Regions from separate parts of the Macaca mulatta genome. Here region 2 is linked to region 1. A link is a contact called in public Hi-C data. All regions are on one chromosome and are shown on one strand. Each heading gives the region's core, a stretch centred on a gene start, on an enhancer-like site or on the middle of the called end of the contact. The rest is flanking DNA. Distances are from core to core; before and after follow the strand shown. Region 1 has its middle 58 kb from the start of TRNAA-AGC. Region 2 holds the start of FOXN3 (forkhead box N3).

The links. A called contact is a pair of places that touch in the nucleus more often than the background predicts.
Region 2: a Hi-C map of liver shows a contact between it and region 1, with 5 times the contacts expected there. The contact joins the promoter of FOXN3 here to the enhancer-like site in region 1. A contact is called at or near these places in 3 of 14 Hi-C or Micro-C datasets (fetal cortex germinal zone, fetal cortical plate and liver).

What each region holds. Positions count from the first base shown.
Region 1 is chr7:162,294,154-162,297,054 of T2T-MMU8v2.0, reverse strand. No RefSeq gene overlaps it. Among named protein-coding and RNA genes, the nearest start is that of TRNAA-AGC, 58 kb to the right of the region's middle. Within about 2 kb of position 1,559, at least 9 of the 40 cell types and tissues checked have an H3K27ac peak or open chromatin away from gene starts, as enhancers often do. A contact at or near this core is called in liver, where this site is marked.
Region 2 is chr7:162,870,335-162,873,127 of T2T-MMU8v2.0, reverse strand. It overlaps FOXN3 (forkhead box N3), which reads left to right and starts at 1,462. Exons shown (of 8, transcript XM_077941602.1): 1 at 1,462-1,599.

The DNA.
Region 1 (2,901 bases), core at 310-2,809:
CTACACGTGCAGGTTCATTTGAGTAGGTTGTTTTCGGTAAGGGAGGCAAGTGGTATTAAGGTTAGGCGATATTAAGCGCTTAAGTAAATTAAGCGATATTAACATAGCGCATTCCAGTTAAATAAATTGCCCAAATGCCTTTGGGCAATTTCAGCTGACTGTGTTAGTAGAGCCCTGGGTTTTTAGTACTTCCTGTACTTTAGTACTTCCTGCACCTTAGTACTTCCTGTGTCACTGTCCTGGAAGCATAGTTAGGTTCCTCCCCAAGGCCATTTGCCTCCCTACTATCCTGGAAGAAGCCTGCTAAAGAACTACAGAAAGAGACCCTCCCTTCTGCCCAGCTACAGGGCTCTGTGCTCCATAGCATCAACACTGCTGAGGAAAAAGCAGCTCCCAAAACTTTCCGTGTTGCAAATGTGTTTGGTGCAGTAAAAAGTCTGTGGCACTGACGCACTGTGCCATATTAAAGCCTGAAGCCAAAGGAAAAATAAAAATCAGTGATATTGAGCTTCTCTTTATTTAAAATCTGATTTTTTTTTACCATTAAAAAATATTGCATTAAACTATTATTTATCCTGGCTATTAAGCTTTTTGGCGTTCCCTTAAATTTTGCACCCAAGACTTCATTCTCCTCACCCTAATTCCCACCCTGGCCTGTGAGTTTGTATTTGCAGATATTGTGTCTGATTGATGATAGCTTTGGAGGGATATTTCCGGCAAAAGTTCAAACTTTATCTGTAGAGGAAAACAGGGTGGTTAGGATTTACCGAAGTAACGAGAAAGGAAAGTCACCCTCAGCCTCTAAAATACCCCGTTTCCGAGTGACTCTCTTGGCTGCCAATTGCCTTCTCCAAGTGAAAAAGAATAAACTAATTTCATACCTATTCAGTCCAATAAAGCTCATTGTCCTACCTCCACCTCCAGTGATAAGAGACAGGAACAGTTCATTTTCCATTGCTAAGCAACGGCAAAAACAGCGCCCGGTATCTGTGCCCGGACTCACCGGCTGATAGGGATCACTGTCTAAAGTTCTTGTTTGCATTTTGAAGTCAACAATAATTGCCGTTCTCTATTAGTGTTCATTAAGATGGTTTATGGCTGGACTAACTCCAATCTCCACTCAGCGGTTTGAATGCGTTGTCCTCCCAGGGAAAGAAATATTTGGCAATAAAAACCCTGTGCTGATTTCCTCCACTCATTTCCCCTTGCTGGGCTGGGAAACGATGGTCACCATCCGCAGTTCCCTGGCCCGGGAGAACAAGGCTCCTGTTGAAGGTTGTGGAAGAGAGGGGTGGAGAGGAAGCCTCTGCCCTGCTGGAGCTGGCTTCCTTCCACTCCACGCTGAAAGTAGGCCAGTGGAGCAGAAGTCTGCTGGGGCAAGTGAGCTCTTGCTGTTCACTGGGGCGGAGAGCACTACCCTATTTTCCCAACGCCAGCCCTCAAGTGTGGAAAGAACCTTCCCAGCCTCTTTCCACGGACTCAGCGCCAGGGAGAAGCACTGCCCTGGGACGTGATCGGCTCCTGCCTCCCTGGCCCGGGACTGGGTCAAACAGTGGCCTCAGTGTGATGGCAGAAAGTCCCAGGCAGCTTGAAAGGGCCGCCCTTGGATGCATTTCCCAGGTGTTGACTCACCCGCGGCGGCGAAAGGCTGCCAGCCCCGGCCAGGAGCAGGCCGGCACCTTGACGCAACCTCTCCGCATCCCCAACTCTGAAAATACAACCAGAAAGCAGCTTAAAGCAAGTCATAAGGATGTCGTTCTCCCTTTTAGACCCCATTCCAAGACACCCTTCCACGCTCGGCGCTTTTCAGAGCAAGCGTGGCCTGGCCGTCGTGGTCCTCTCCTCGCTGGAGCGAATTTTAAGGCCATCCTGGAAAACAAGCCTGCTGGCGCCCCCTAGTGTGCCCAGGGGTCAACGCCGTTCGAATTTGTGTCTCGGGGAGGCTGGGCCAGGCGAATGGGGTTGGAGAAACGGATCCAAGGGATCAGGGCAGGAAAGTTTAATTCCATGAGGTCTGGGGCAGGTAACAGAAAGTCACACTTACAATCCTGATTCTGTTTATGACTTAAGAAATTGCTGTTCTTGACTTCTTTCTCGTGCTTTCCTCTGACTCAAATCTCTCCTGCCTGGTTGCTGGGGAGCAACAGGATCTTGGTGCCACTATTACTGAGGGAAAGTGAAGAACAAGTAGTCAAAATACCTTAACCTCATTGAGAAGCTATAGAATGACCCTGTCTTGAGGTTGATATGTGCAGAAGCTTAATCATCGGAAACCAGGAAACTGTAAGTCCGAGATCATTTGCTTTGCTACTGTTGCTAAAATGTCTTCACCCTTCTGTTGAGTATGGAGACACCCTAGGGCAGTGATTCGCAAGCAACAGACAAACTGGAAGGTTAAGAAGGTCTGAACAGCAAGTTCCTTGTATCCTGGTAATTCTGCAGTTCTTTCTCTTTCCTTCTTCCTTTTCTCCGAAAAGCAAGGAAGACAGAGTTCGGGTAAATGTGGGGGAAAAAAATCTTTTGTCAGGATAAGCCAGGGCAGGATGGGTGCTGGAGTCTCATGGGGGTATTGAGAGCCGTGGAAACCTTTACAAGAATTTGCCGCCACCTGCCTAGGATAACTAGGAGGTCTGCCTACCTAAAAGCTTGGGTGCTTGACCAAATGGTCACTTAAAAAATCTTCCCAAGTGGCTGGGTGCGGCGGCTCATGCCTGTAATCCCAGCACTTTGGGAGGCGGAGGCGGGCAGATCACCTGAGGTCAGGAGTTCAAGACCAGCCTGACCAACATGGAGAAACCCCGTATCTACTAGAAATACAAAAATTAGCTGGGTGTGGTGGCGCACACCTGTAATCCCAGCTACTCAGGAGGCTGAGGCAGGAGAATCACTTGAACCCAGGAG
Region 2 (2,793 bases), core at 213-2,712, 580 kb before region 1:
ACCTTTTGGGACCTCCAATTTCTCATTTGAAAATTGCAGATTATTGTATCTGCTTTCTCACAGAGATGTGGTAAAGATCTCATGAGATGTATGTGCAAGTAATTTAAGATTGACAAGTGTAACATATGACAACCAGTTTTTTTTTGCGTGGATACAAGGCATCAGAGAAAGTGCCTTTGATGTTTAATTAATACTAAAAATCTTCCATTACACTTGTTTAGCTAAAATTGGAAAGGGGGAGGGCAAGAGTACTTTTCAAAGGGACTTTTTCTGCTTCAAAAATAGAAATCAGAAAGCACATATTTGATTTTCCTTATGGTGTAAACCACAGTGCCATTGTTATTAGCAGTTTTGCAGAATTGTGACCTTCAAACTTGGTGATACCAAAGACTGAAAAAAAGCTCCCAGTCTTGAAGCCTTTCAAGCAGGCTTTTCAAACTAAAGCACTTTTATTTTGAATTAAGGGCTAATAGAATTGTCCTCTTAAATGAGCACTTGCAAGATTAAAAGTTGCTTTCCAGGTGGGCTGCAGTAAATGAATGTGCCAAGAGGTTGCTGAAAGCTCTTTTAGGGGCAAACGAGAGGAATCTGATATGAGTTCATGTAACAAACACCCTTTCCCCTTTGTGAAAGAGAAACCTGGAATTTACAGTCTTCCTAATTGTACACGAGCTGATTTGTGTATACATCTAGGATCATAATTTACTTTCAGTTTACTGAATTTGTGAATTTTTGCATTTGTTTTAATTTGTAATTAAGTTTTCTCTATGAGGCACGCCATATGCCACCATTAATTCTTTCTCGTTGATTTCTTAGGAGATACATGAGTGCATATTTTGATGCAATTTTTGAGGTCTTTTGAAAATCAAATGACTACATGTTTAGCCATATGGGGCTTTGTTATTTAAAAGAGCATATTATAAAGTAAAAGAAAGCGAAATGCAAAAGGGTCTGTCAACAGGGGGAAAATATTGGGAAAAACAGTTTAAAACATTGTTTTAACCACACGCATTTTCAACCTTTTTTCTTTTTAGCGTTATATTTTTGAAATCTATCTTTATCGATCCCGTACCGCGTCTCACCGTCTGTGAACCGCCAATATCACCAGTGCACCGGGCAAACCTCTGTCTGCTAGGTACTGCCCTACGCTTATCCTGGGGCTGCAGATCCTAGCATCTGCCTTCTAAGAGTTCAGTTGGAGCCAATGTCTTTCTTTTGAACATCTTGTGCCAGGATTTGAAATTAAGCTCCAGTTCATCCGCACACCCCGCGGCCGCTTTCGCAAGGGGCCGAGGGGGTGGCGGCCTCGCCCGGGGACTCGCGGCGCTGGGAGCTGCCTGCCCTCGGTGCGGGCTGCAGACCGGGCCGCGAGGCGGGCGCGCGGCGCGCACTAGGACCCAGCAGGGCTCCAGGCCCGGGTGGGAGCCGCGCCGCCGACCCCGGGCGGGCGCCGGGCGCAGGAGCCGGGGTTCCGGCCGCGATCTGCTGCAGCTCGGCCGGGAGACGGCGCGACCCGGCGGCGGGGCCACCCGCGAGTCCAGCGTCGCCGCAGCCCCCCAATGCGGCCGCGAGAAGCAGCGGGGGGGCAGGCGATCGAAGGTAACGAAAATGGGGCTCATTTCCTGCCTCCTAATCTGCTCGGGTTTAGCATTGCCACGAGAAGCCCTCCGTGTTCAGGCTGCTGCATTTTGGGGCACCCTTTGATTTTTTTTTGTAGGTGTCCGCCCCCCTATTTCCACCTGGTTTCAGATTGATTTATAGCTTGCAGCCCAAATGGGAAAGATCCAGCCATGGCAAGTTGCTTATTTTCATTAGTTTTGTCTCAAAAGTAAGTTCATTAAAAAAAAAAAAAAGTTTCTTAGGAATGTGTGGATAGTCGCTTTTTAAATTAAAAAAAAATTGCAGACAAATAGATATTTATAAAAATAATCAAATAATTGATGCAATTCTGTTAATTACTTTTAGGGAAGCCCACTTCTGTGGGCTCCCCGGGCGTTACTTTTATTTTCAAGGAAGGAACGTGTTAAATGTGGAGTTTGTTTGGCTGGGCAGAGTTTACAGCATTGCTGTCGCAACTGTTTTGCTATCAATTATAAACAGTGTCAAATCTATGGGCAGTTTCAGCCTCTTTTCAATACTGTAACGGGTTATCCTGATATGACATCTATAGATGAGTTTCCACTGAGGGTAATAAGATTTCTCTTTTTGGAGAAACATTGTTTTGAGGGGAAAACCATGATTGCCGGCTGGGAAGGCTGAAGAGACTATTTTTCATGCTTTGTTTATACTCCCGGGATGACATTTGGGGAAGGGAAATGCAATCTTTCTCAGGAGCTTTTAATTGTGGGATTACAAATTTATTTAATTTATTAGTTTCAATTGGTTGGGCTCGGGGAGCCCTCTGTCACAGGCTGTGCTTAAGGTGACACATTTGCTAGCAGTTGGGACACATGATTGCAAATGTAAAATGTGCCTCACCCGAAAGGACTGGTCTGCTGGAAGCTCCCGTGTGGAGCTGTCGTAGGCAGGGTGCGACTGGCTCATTGAGGAAAAAGGGAATCGTTTTCCTTAGCTAAGGAAGACATCCTGTTATATTCCTTTTGTTCCCTGTTTTTCATTGATCGCCGGCTCTGCCTTGGAGAGGAGAGCAGCTCGGAGGGTGCAGAGCTCTGAAGGCTGCAAGAATGACTGGAGCCCACTTTAACTCTCACACTGATTGGTCAGTTAGATTGAGACTTAGGAAAACAGTCACCCAAAACCTTCTTTTAAAATCGTGCTGTAGTTTCACGTAGC